2 separate regions of the Canis lupus genome follow, and region 1 is linked to region 2. A link is a contact called in public Hi-C data. All regions are on one chromosome and are shown on one strand. Each heading gives the region's core, a stretch centred on a gene start, on an enhancer-like site or on the middle of the called end of the contact. The rest is flanking DNA. Distances are from core to core; before and after follow the strand shown.

What was found. Hi-C and Micro-C count contacts between places; a contact is called where the count stands out from the background.
Region 1: a contact with region 2 is called in a Hi-C map of skin fibroblasts, with 2.4 times the contacts expected there. The contact joins the enhancer-like site here to the promoter of SOCS2 in region 2. A contact is called at or near these places in 2 of 9 Hi-C or Micro-C datasets (blood and skin fibroblasts).

The regions. Positions count from the first base shown.
Region 1 is chr15:34,382,116-34,386,951 of UU_Cfam_GSD_1.0, forward strand. No RefSeq gene overlaps it. Among named protein-coding and RNA genes, the nearest start is that of PLXNC1, 190 kb to the right of the region's middle. Within about 2 kb of position 1,751, at least 5 of the 20 cell types and tissues checked have an H3K27ac peak or open chromatin away from gene starts, as enhancers often do.
Region 2 is chr15:34,079,758-34,085,056 of UU_Cfam_GSD_1.0, forward strand. It overlaps SOCS2 (suppressor of cytokine signaling 2), which reads left to right and starts at 3,692. Exons shown (of 3, transcript XM_038558645.1): 1 at 3,692-3,806.

The DNA.
Region 1 (4,836 bases), core at 501-3,000, 300 kb after region 2:
AATGAGAGCCTGGGTTTTCTAGTCAAACTACCCTGGTCTGAGTCTGGCCACGCTGCCTATTAGTTGTGTGATTTGGGATAAGTTATTTCAATTTTCCAAGCCTCCTGTTCATCATCTGTAAAATGGGGGATAGTAAGTATAGAATGGCTGTGAGGGTTGAAACAGAAAAAACATCTCAAGCCCTGAGTACTGTGCTCAGCATTTAGCATATTCTCAACAAACAGGTATTATTGTTATTGTTAGTTGTCAAACATTTGGATTTTTCAAGACGAGCTGGAAATTTGGATTTTTTAAAAAATATTTTTAATTCGTTTATTTGAGAGAGAGTGAGTGAGAGCACAAGCAGGGGGAGAGGGAACAGAGAGAGACGCAGAAGCAGTCTCCCTGCTGAGCAGGGAGCCTGTGGTGGGGCTCCATCCTGGAACCCTGAGCTGAAGGCAAAAGCTTAACCGACTGGGCCACCCAGGTGCCACGAAATTAGATTTTTAAAGACAGGCTAGCAATTTGTGGGGCTTTTTTGTGAGACTCTCCCAACTTTTTTTAATGTTGGCAAGTAATTGATTTTTTAAAAATTGGTCTGAGCTAAATAAGATGTCGTCCAGCAGTCAGTTTGGGGCCACTGGAGTGACTAGTCAATACGCCGCTGTACATGGTGGGTTCTATGTGTGATTAGGTGTGTACGAGGCCTCAGATAGATGAGGCCTTATTGTCCTCCAGCAGGAGGCTGAGGCTGAGTGGCCTGGGGGGCGAGAGAGGCCCATAGCTGTGCGTGGATCTGTGGGCAGGGGGTTGTAGGTTGTGGTGGCTAGTACAGATTAGCCCCAGTCCTCTGGCTGTGGGGTGGATGGATGTTTCTGGGTATGGCGGGAACATTCTCTCCCCTGGCCTGCCATGGTGGTACAAAGATTCACAAAAGAAAGGCTGATCCCAGCTCTTCCTGGTTGCACTGCACACAGAGGAGTTTTTATGCGGACCCAGCCTTAACTTGAAATATTGATGTTTTGTTTATCATGGATTTTTTTTTGCATTAACTTTAAATTTTTAAAGTTATTACATTAAAATATACTTATGCCAGTTACTGAGTTTTTGGGTGTCCCCTCAAACTTTGTGCCCAAGGCTAGCACCTCACTCTCCTCACCCTAAGTCCCCACCCTAAATCCCAGCCCAGCTGTGGTGTAGGGGTTTGTCCGTGTCAGGCTGTCTGTCCGAGGCAAGTGCTTGGAGCAGGTGGACTCTCGGGAATGCAGACTGGTTCTGATTGTAGCCAAAGCAAACAGTCTCTAAGAAACAAAGCTACCGGAGAAGAGGAGGGGAGGAGCAACACATTCCACAGGCAAACAGGAACTATTTCCAGAAGATTTATTCTTTTGGATTCTTGGCATTTCTTCTTTCTCCCATTCTTTAGTAAGGAAACGCATGGACTGATTTCCAGGGGATCAACTGTGACTTGCACCTCCCCAAGCTTGCAAACAGCCCTCCCCTTTGTTCCATTATGAAAGGTACAGAGATTCCATTCAGAGGAGTTCAGCTGTTCAAGGAGAAAACTATTTCCCCTGAAGCATCTCTCCTCTGAGGCTTCCATGAAATCCCAGCCCTGAGTCTGGAACTGCCTGTGGAGCCCAGCCCTTGGGGCTTCTAGGTCAGAACAAGATCTCAGGGAGCCGGGTCAGTCTGGGAAGCCACAGGCCCGTGAACCATGTGGTAGTGCAAGTGGACCTCTGCTTGCTCGGGGCAGGCAGAGCCACTAGGGACACTGTCCCCTCTGTGGGGGGCGGGGGAGCTGCAGGGACCCTCCATCCACTCTCGGAAATCCCACCTGACTTTGACCTACCTGAAGGACAAGGCCTGGAAGTTTGATGGAATCAGTAGGAGTTCTAGATGAGTTCAACTGTTTCAGAAACAGAGAAAAAGAGACCAAGAGATTGAACTTTGTACCTTCCACCCAACTTGAGAAATCAGACATTACCGATATGAATCAAAGTCCCCTTAAACAATTTAAATGTCTACCCTCGATAGAATGGATGTACAGGCATGTTCTAGAATAGTCCACAGCAGGTAAATCAAATGAATCAGAGCTATGTGTGTCATCACAGACAAATCTTAAATATATTGTTGCCCTTGATTCTTACCATGGTTGTTTCCTGGGAAACTGGAACTGACTTGCCCTGAGAGCTCTCAGCTCAGGACAGGACCTGAGTGTCCCCACTTTCTTCTCTTCCTTTTCTTTCTCCTTCCTTTCCTATATTCTACCACCCCCCTCAATTCTCTTCTCTTGCCTCCTCCAATCTTGAGTTATAGTCTTCCTGCCTCTCCCATTTCTCTCCTTTCCTTTCCTTTCCTTTTCTCTTAATGGGAGAAGCCTGGGGTAGGGGTGTGAGAATGCAGGGATATGTGTGTGTGTGTGTGTGTGTACACACATACAGATTACTTTATGGTGAATCCATCATTTTCTCTCCTTTCCTCACCCAAAATGTTCCCCATTGCCCACCACTGCAATCACCAGTATCATTGCTCTACTTTCTGTTGTCATTTCAAGAACACCTTAGGTTAGGGTCTATCAAATGTGCTTGTGAACAAGGTTTTACTTAGTCCTAACCCCCACGCCCACCCCTGTGAGGAAGGTGTGACCAATATGAAGACCACTTTATAAGCCAGAACCAGACCTCAGAGGCTGGGGCCATGATCAAGGCCATGTAGCTGTGGCTGCTGTTCTGTCCCTGACTCTGAGTCTGGGTCCCTTTGGTTACCCTGCTGCGCTGAGACCCTCTAAAGCCACAAGACCACTTGAAGTCAAGTGCTGGTTATTGGAGACACACTATGTTTCTGAAACCAAACCCTGTCCTTAAATTCTGATATTTTGTTCATCATGGATTTGCGGGGGGGGGGGGGGGGGGCATTAATTTTGAGTTTTTTGAAATAGGGCATCAAGATATTATTTATATTATTTATGTGATGGCTGGGGTTGTTCGTTGCGCTTAAATTTTCCACCAGAGGTGATACCTCCCTCTGCGCACCCCCCCACCCCAGCCCTGTCTTTACCTCGTTCCCAAACTGCACTGTGTCTGGTTTTAATGAGGTCAGCATGTGCCAGTTGGTTTTATAACAGTGCCACCTGACCACCTTTTCTGACCCTTCTCCATTAGTTTGGTTCAGAGTCTCACTTCCCCAAGTTCCCTTCTGGGAATCCTGGCTGATCAGAGTGATTCCGTAGAAGCCAGTGGGTACCTTCATCCTTGCTGCAGGGACAGCAAGGCCCCAGAAAGAGAAGGCCTGCTTTCGTGCACAGGGCCCTTGATGTCAGTGGTTGCCCAGTGCTTTGAGCTAGATGGAATAATGAAGTCTTTTTCTGGGAAGGGACTATTTGGGAATAAACTTCCGTGGGTACCTCCTCCTGTGCCTGCTACTCCTACTCGCAACTGTTAGCCTTTAGGGAAATAGAAGGAACAGCCTCATCAGGGTTTTTCCTAGAAAAGCCTTTTGATAGCCCCATTATGGAAAACGGAGCTGTTTCTGTTTTCTTTGATTAATCTCATTGTCTTGTCTCTGAAAGCAAATGTGGCCTTGGGTCTTCCAATATACACAGCCACAAAGGAAGGGCTGTGGCTCCCTGGAGTTTGACAAGGACCCCAAGACTGGGGGAGCCGGGGAGGGAGGGTAGGGGGGTACATGTGTGGCCCTGTCCTCAAGGACTTGGCTCTTTGAGGAAGGTCAGGTTACCCTTTTCCTTCGTGTTTTTCTGCCAGTGCGAACAGGAGAAATATTAGCTTTTAAAGATTTCTTTATAGTTCCTTGAAAGCTGGTGGGATGAAGTCAGCCAGAGAATTATATAACAGTAAAGCTCATTTAAAGCAACAGTGTCTTTCTATAGGGCTGTAGCATCTCATTTCTCAAATTTTTCACTAGTTACTAAGAGAAAGGTACTAATTTTGTGAAAAAAAAAATAGAAGGGGACCCTATCACACACTCCCACTTCCTTACTCTACTCTGTCACAGGAGGATGTAAATGCTAGGGTGTTGATTAAAACAAACAGTAGAAATCTTCCTTCAAGGAAGGCAAAAGGAAATCTACATTCATTAACCTCAGGCAGCCATAGCATTCTTAATCTTATTTGAATTCAGAAGGAAAAAAAAATAAAGAGGAAAGCTTTCTAAAGCACTTGGTTTTAATTTAAGAGTCTTGGGGATTTTATAAATATTCAACCCTTTTCTCCTTTTGAAGGGAGCCAGTCCCTTTGCGGTAGGGAAGGGCTCAAGCATTAGCTATCCTGCTGCTACGCTGTTTTACGTGGCACCTTCTACCTCTCGGACTGCGGGATGGTGCATTACTCGACTCCTCTCCACACTCCCTGCATTTGCACTTCTCTTTCTTCCCGTTTTAGAGGCAAGGAAACTGAGGCCCAAGGGTTCTGTGACTGGCCAGGCATCACACAGCTCAGCTGGAGGCCAGATTCTGAGACTGTCTCTGTCTTCACTGGCATCACCCCAGAGCGCCCGCATATCCTTTCCTGTGCGCACAGGGTGACCCGGTCGCAGGTAGTTTGGGTTGTCACAACTGGGGGAGGCGGCCACGGGTCAGGCGCTACTGGCGTCCGGTGGATGGAGGCCAAGCATGTTGCCAAAGGGGCTAGAACACAAGGCTCCGGTGAAGCCGGGCCGGGCATCGCGGCCGAGCGCGGGCCCTGCCGGCGGCCTGGGGGCGCCGCGGCTGCGAGTGTCCCCGCCGGCTGCTCGGGCCCGCGGGGCGCCCGCCGGGCTGATGGGGTTTCTGACTTCGAGTCACCGGCGTCGGTCTCCAGTGAGCAGCGAGCCCGCGGGCGGCGCCCCGGCCCGGAGCCC
Region 2 (5,299 bases), core at 2,442-4,941:
CAGTAGAAAAGTCGGCTTACATGGTCATTATGACTGCTCATCATCTCAGAAGGGGAGGGATCATTCATTCCTCTTACAGCACCTTACATCAGATCCTAACAAAATAATCTGCTTGGGCTGTGATACTGGACAAACCCTGTGGCCAAGAGAATAAGACACTTCTATTGACTAGGTATGACTGGGTCCGTGTTCTCCAGTGGAGTGGATTTCAGAATCACAGGGATTCATGAGGATGGTGCATGTGTGTGTGTGTGTGTGTGTGTGTGTGTGTGTGTGTGAGATGGTGGTTGTGGTGGTGATGGTGACATGGCAAAGTTTAAAAGAGATAGTGTCCAATTAAAAGCGCACTTTTTAAAAAAGATTTTATTTATTCATTTGAGAGAGAGAGAGAGAAAGCACGAGCAGAGGGAAGGGCAGAGGAAGAGGGAGAAGCAGACTCCCCACCAAGCTAGGAACCCAATAGGGCTCCATCCCGGGACCCTAAGATCATGACCTGGATCCCAAGATCTTGACCTGAGCTGAAGGCAGACACAACCATCTGAGCCACCCAGGTGCCCCCTAAAAGTGCTCACAGGTATTCCAGACACAAAAGCCAACAATCATCTTATAGCTTCCTCCACCCCTAAAACAAAAACTAAAACACTCTCTGCACCTAGGCAAAAGCTCAGTGTGGAGCACCTGTCAATTCCAATATTAGAACATCTGCATGGCAAATCAAGAACATCCAGTTTGACTTTGGCACACAGAGATTCCAAGCCTTGGCAATCCCTCAATGCAGGCAACAGAAGAAACTCCCAGCTTTGTGAAAATCACTCTCCCTTCCCTCTTCTGTGGAATGACAGTTCCCCACTGCAGCCATGCACCTGCCCCACTGAACGTAACAGATATGAGATATAGATTTTTACCAAATTCAGTCGTGTAGCAAGTGGTAGCACAGCGGGGATCCATGGCCGGCCGTTTAACGTTAAAGCCACCCTGCTAAAGCACCACTCACCCATCCATTCCCCCATTCACCAGTCCTGTGGAATGCCTGCTAAATGCTGGGGACTATTTGGAGGAGCCAAGATATAGCTGCGAACAATGCAAAGACAAATACATGTCCTCATGAAGCTTACATTCGAGTGAAAAAGAGAGAAAACCAGACCAATAAATAAAAAAATAAACTAGGTTAGATAGTGATCGGCATTAAGGAGAAAACTAGAGCAGGGAAGAGAGAGGAATGTGTGTGTGGGCAGGTTGATTTTGAAGAGGGTGGTTAGGCAAGGTCTCACTAAGAAGGTGGCACTGAATAAAGGTCTGAAGAGGTGAGGGTGCAAACCATGCAGATATCTGAAGGAAGAGCATGGTGGATCAAGGAGATAGCATAGAAGGCTCTGAGGAAGGAGCAAGGGTAGTAGGTCTTGGAAACAGCAAGGAGTCCGATGTGTCTTAAGTAGTGATCAAGGAACAGAGCAGCAGGGGATGAGATCGGGGAGGTAAATGCAACCAGACCTTGTAGGCCGTTGTGAGTGGCTACTCAGATATTGTCATTCCGTCTGGTGTGATGCAGCCATTTGGACTGGAGCAGAGGAGGGACATGCCATGACTTGGTTTAAACAGGCTCACTCTCTGTCAGGAAGAGTCCATTCAAGGGACAAGGGTGCCAGGAAGAGGCTGCAGCAGTAAGCCAGGCTGAGACTAGTAAACCAGGCTTGGACTGGTGTGTGGTGGAAATGTGGCAAGGGCTTCAATTCTGGGCTTATTGTGAAATCAGAGTCAAAGAATTGGCCAACACATGGGATGTGGGATGTGTGAAAAGGAGCAGTCAAGATGACTTTTGGGCTGTTAGCCAGAGCAACTGGAGACCAGATATGACATTTTTCAGAGATGGGGGGAGAATGAAGGAGGAATTGCTTTTGGTTTTTTCTTAAAAGGGGTTGTTTTAAGAAATTATCGGGTCTCAGTTTGGGACACGTTAAACCAGGGATGTCTATTAGACATGTGAAAGGCAATGCTGAGTGGCAGTTCTGGGAGTCCAGGAGAGAGACCCAACAGTACTGGGGTCATAAATTCTACAACTGCACTCTATTCCCTGAGAGTAGCCGAAGACCCTGATCCACATGCAATTTTGGAAAGTGATAACTATATCAAAAATACTGGAAATGTATCAAGGAAAATCAAATTTTAAAATTCACCCATATCCCGCCACCCTAGAAACAGCGGCTTTCATTTCTCCACATTTTCTTCTGTTTTGCCCGGAGCCATACATAATGTTATAATGTTGTAGTCATAACATAGTTACAATTTCATATTCTCTTTTTTTTTCACTTAACATGGCCCTATAAATATTTTCCTAAGATGCTCCCATATGTGTTTCCTGGGGATTAAAAAGACGAACAAAATGCTGGGCGTCCCTGGGAAACATTTCAGAAACAAAAGTCAAAATCTTACTTTGCTACGAAGTTTGGTGCCCCTATAGCTGGCATTATGCTTATTGTAATTTTTAAAAAAGATTTTATATATTCATTCATGATAGACATAGAGAGAGAGAGGCAGAGACACAGGCAGAGGGAGAAGCAGGCCCCATGCCGGGAGCCCGACGCAGGACTCGATCTCGGAACCCCAGGATAACGCCCCCAGCCAAAGGCAGGCGCTGAACTGCCAAGCCACCCAGGGATCCCCTCTTGTCGTAATTTTTTAAAAATATTTATTTATTTATTTTTTTATGATAGTCACAGAGAGAGAGGCAGAGACACAGGCAGAGGGAGAAGCAGGCTCCATGCACCGGGAGCCCGATGTGGGATTCGATCCTGGGTCTCCAGGATCGCGCCCCGGGCCAAAGGCAGGCGCCAAACCGCTGTGCCACCCAGGGATCCCCGTAATTTTTAATGGATACTGTCTGTGGAATGACTCTGAGCTCCAACCTGAATGACAAGAGCTGGCCACACACCCAATCCGGGAAGGGCATTCCAGGAGGAGGGAAAAGTGTGTGCAAAACAGGGAATAGCACATGTTAGGAGGCAACAGGAAATCACATGAAGGAAGGTTGCTGGAAGATTCAGCTGACAAATAGAAATTTATTTTCTCTTCGTAAAATGCTTAAAATCTTTTAAACTACAGAACCCTTTGTTTGGGATTCTCTACCAAGGAATAAGAAGCCATATGGAATAATTTAGAACATAGTGAACCCTAGTAGATGACTAGTGGTTCTTAAAGGTTCTGGGCCTCAGACTATACACACAAACTCTCCATGGAATCTGATTTATTCATTCATCTCAGTCCCTGAGCCAGGACTGGGTCCAGTCCCTTTCTTTTATTAAAAAAAAAAAAAAAAAAAGGCCGAGTGTCCAAAGACAGTAAATGACTTGGGCAAAATCATTTAGCTGCTTTACGGAGTTTCAACTAGGGCTGAATCAGCCCCGCCCTCCACCTGGAAGACTCTAAAAAAACAAAACTGGATTCCATGCATAGGACTCTGACGTCGCCAAAGCCCTTTGTTAGCTGGAAGATGCCCCCCTCACTTCCTGGCTCGCTTGCCTGTCGTCTGCATAGTTATTTACTCAAAAGCAGGAAAATTGTTGAGAAAACCATTGCTCCCGGACTCCTGGCCCAGAAGGCAGGAAGCTGGCCTCCGTTTCCTCTCGGGGCCGGCAGGGGGCGCACCAGGCAAGGCTCGCGAGACGCGCCTCCCCCTTCCTCGCCCAACTTCCCCTTAGCCCCTGCTTCAACAGAAAGTGGCCATTGACCTTTCAAGCTTTTGAGCAGTGATGCAATAGAATAGTATTTCAAAGAAAAATGGTTATCGAAATTTGGGATCCGGTTTTCCCGTGAGTGTTAATGGTTTAAAAAAAAATAGGTCACATTTAAAGTAGGTCACATTTTGGAGGCGGACGTGCAGGCCAGGTGCTGAGTTCCAACGGAGACCAGGTGGCCTCCGACCCGGTGGGAGGAGGTGAGGGTCTCCGCGCAGGGAAGTGACGGGATCTGAACGAATTCCCGGTGCCTGGGCGCCAGGCCTGCGGGGAACCGCCGGGACTACAGCTCTCGGGGCTGCGGCGCCGGGCCGCCCGGCACCGCGGGGGCGCGCAGGTGAGGGCGCCGGGCCCCGCCGCGGGCGCAGGTGAGCCGGGCTGCGGGCGGGAAGGAGCGGAGGAGCCGGCGGAGGAGCGGCGGCGGCGGGGAGGAGGAGCCCGGCGGGGCCGCGGGAGACCGGGAGCCGGAGCGCCTGGGGGAGGAGCCGCTCTCCGGCAGCGCCGCTTAAGGAGGCGCCGCGCTCCGCCCGCCGCCTTCGAGGACCCGGGCGCCCGCACCGCCGCCCGCCCGCTCCCTCCGGCGCGCGGGGCCTGCAAGGGGGCCGCTGTCGCTCCACTAACGTGCCGGAGAGCGAGGGGGGCCGCCGCCGAGGGCGCCCGGTCTCCCCCCACGCGGCTCACAGCACGTGCAGGGGAGAGGAGGGCGCTCGGAGACACGGCGCCCCGCGGAGCCCTCGCGCGGAGCGGCCGGAGGCGGGCGGGGTCCCCGGCGGCCCCGCACCGGGCGCCCCCGCACCGGGCGCCCTGAGCCCGCCTCCCCTGAAGCCTGCGCATTCGCGCCGGAGCCTCTTTAAAGCAGAAGCGGGGGCCGCGGTCACGTGAGGCGGATTCCTGGAAAGTTCCTGGAAAGCGGCCTCCGCAGCAGCCGGGCGGGGCGCGGGGGGGGGGGGGGGCGCGGACCGGGAGGGAGGCGGGGAGCGAGGGAGGCGCGCGGGGCCGGGAAGTCGCGCGCACACCCCGCTCCGGGGACAGACGTTTAACTCTTGCCATGTCTCGCCGCCCGACCGCGGCTCGCGGGCCTTGGGCTTCCCCTGAAGCATGAGCCTCCCCGCCCGCCGCTCCCGGCGCTGCGCGGGCCGCGGACAGGGCGCCCCGGGGCCCCGCGCGCACAGCCTCAGGACCCCCCGCGCCGGCAGCCGGGGCGCCGGAGGAGCTCGGCCGGGGGCTGGCGGCAGGTACGGGTCCGGGGAGCGCGAGGGCTCCTCCCCGAGGGGGGTCGCCGGGGAGGGCAGCGGGGCGCGGCCGCGAGCGCGGGCGGCCTGGGCTGCGCCGCTCCCGAGCGCCGGAGAGTCCGAGGCGCGGCTCTGCCCGCGGCCGCCCCTGCCGCCGGCTCGCGGGGCTCCTTCTAGGCGACGGGAAGTCTCCGGAGTTTCCTCCCCCGCCCCAAACTGCCATCCCAATTAATAATCCTCCTAATAACCTGATCCGCCGCTCCTCCCCACCCGCCTGCCTCCCTCCCGCCCTAGCTCCTGCCTCCTCCTTTCTTCTTCCCACCTCCTTGGCCGCGG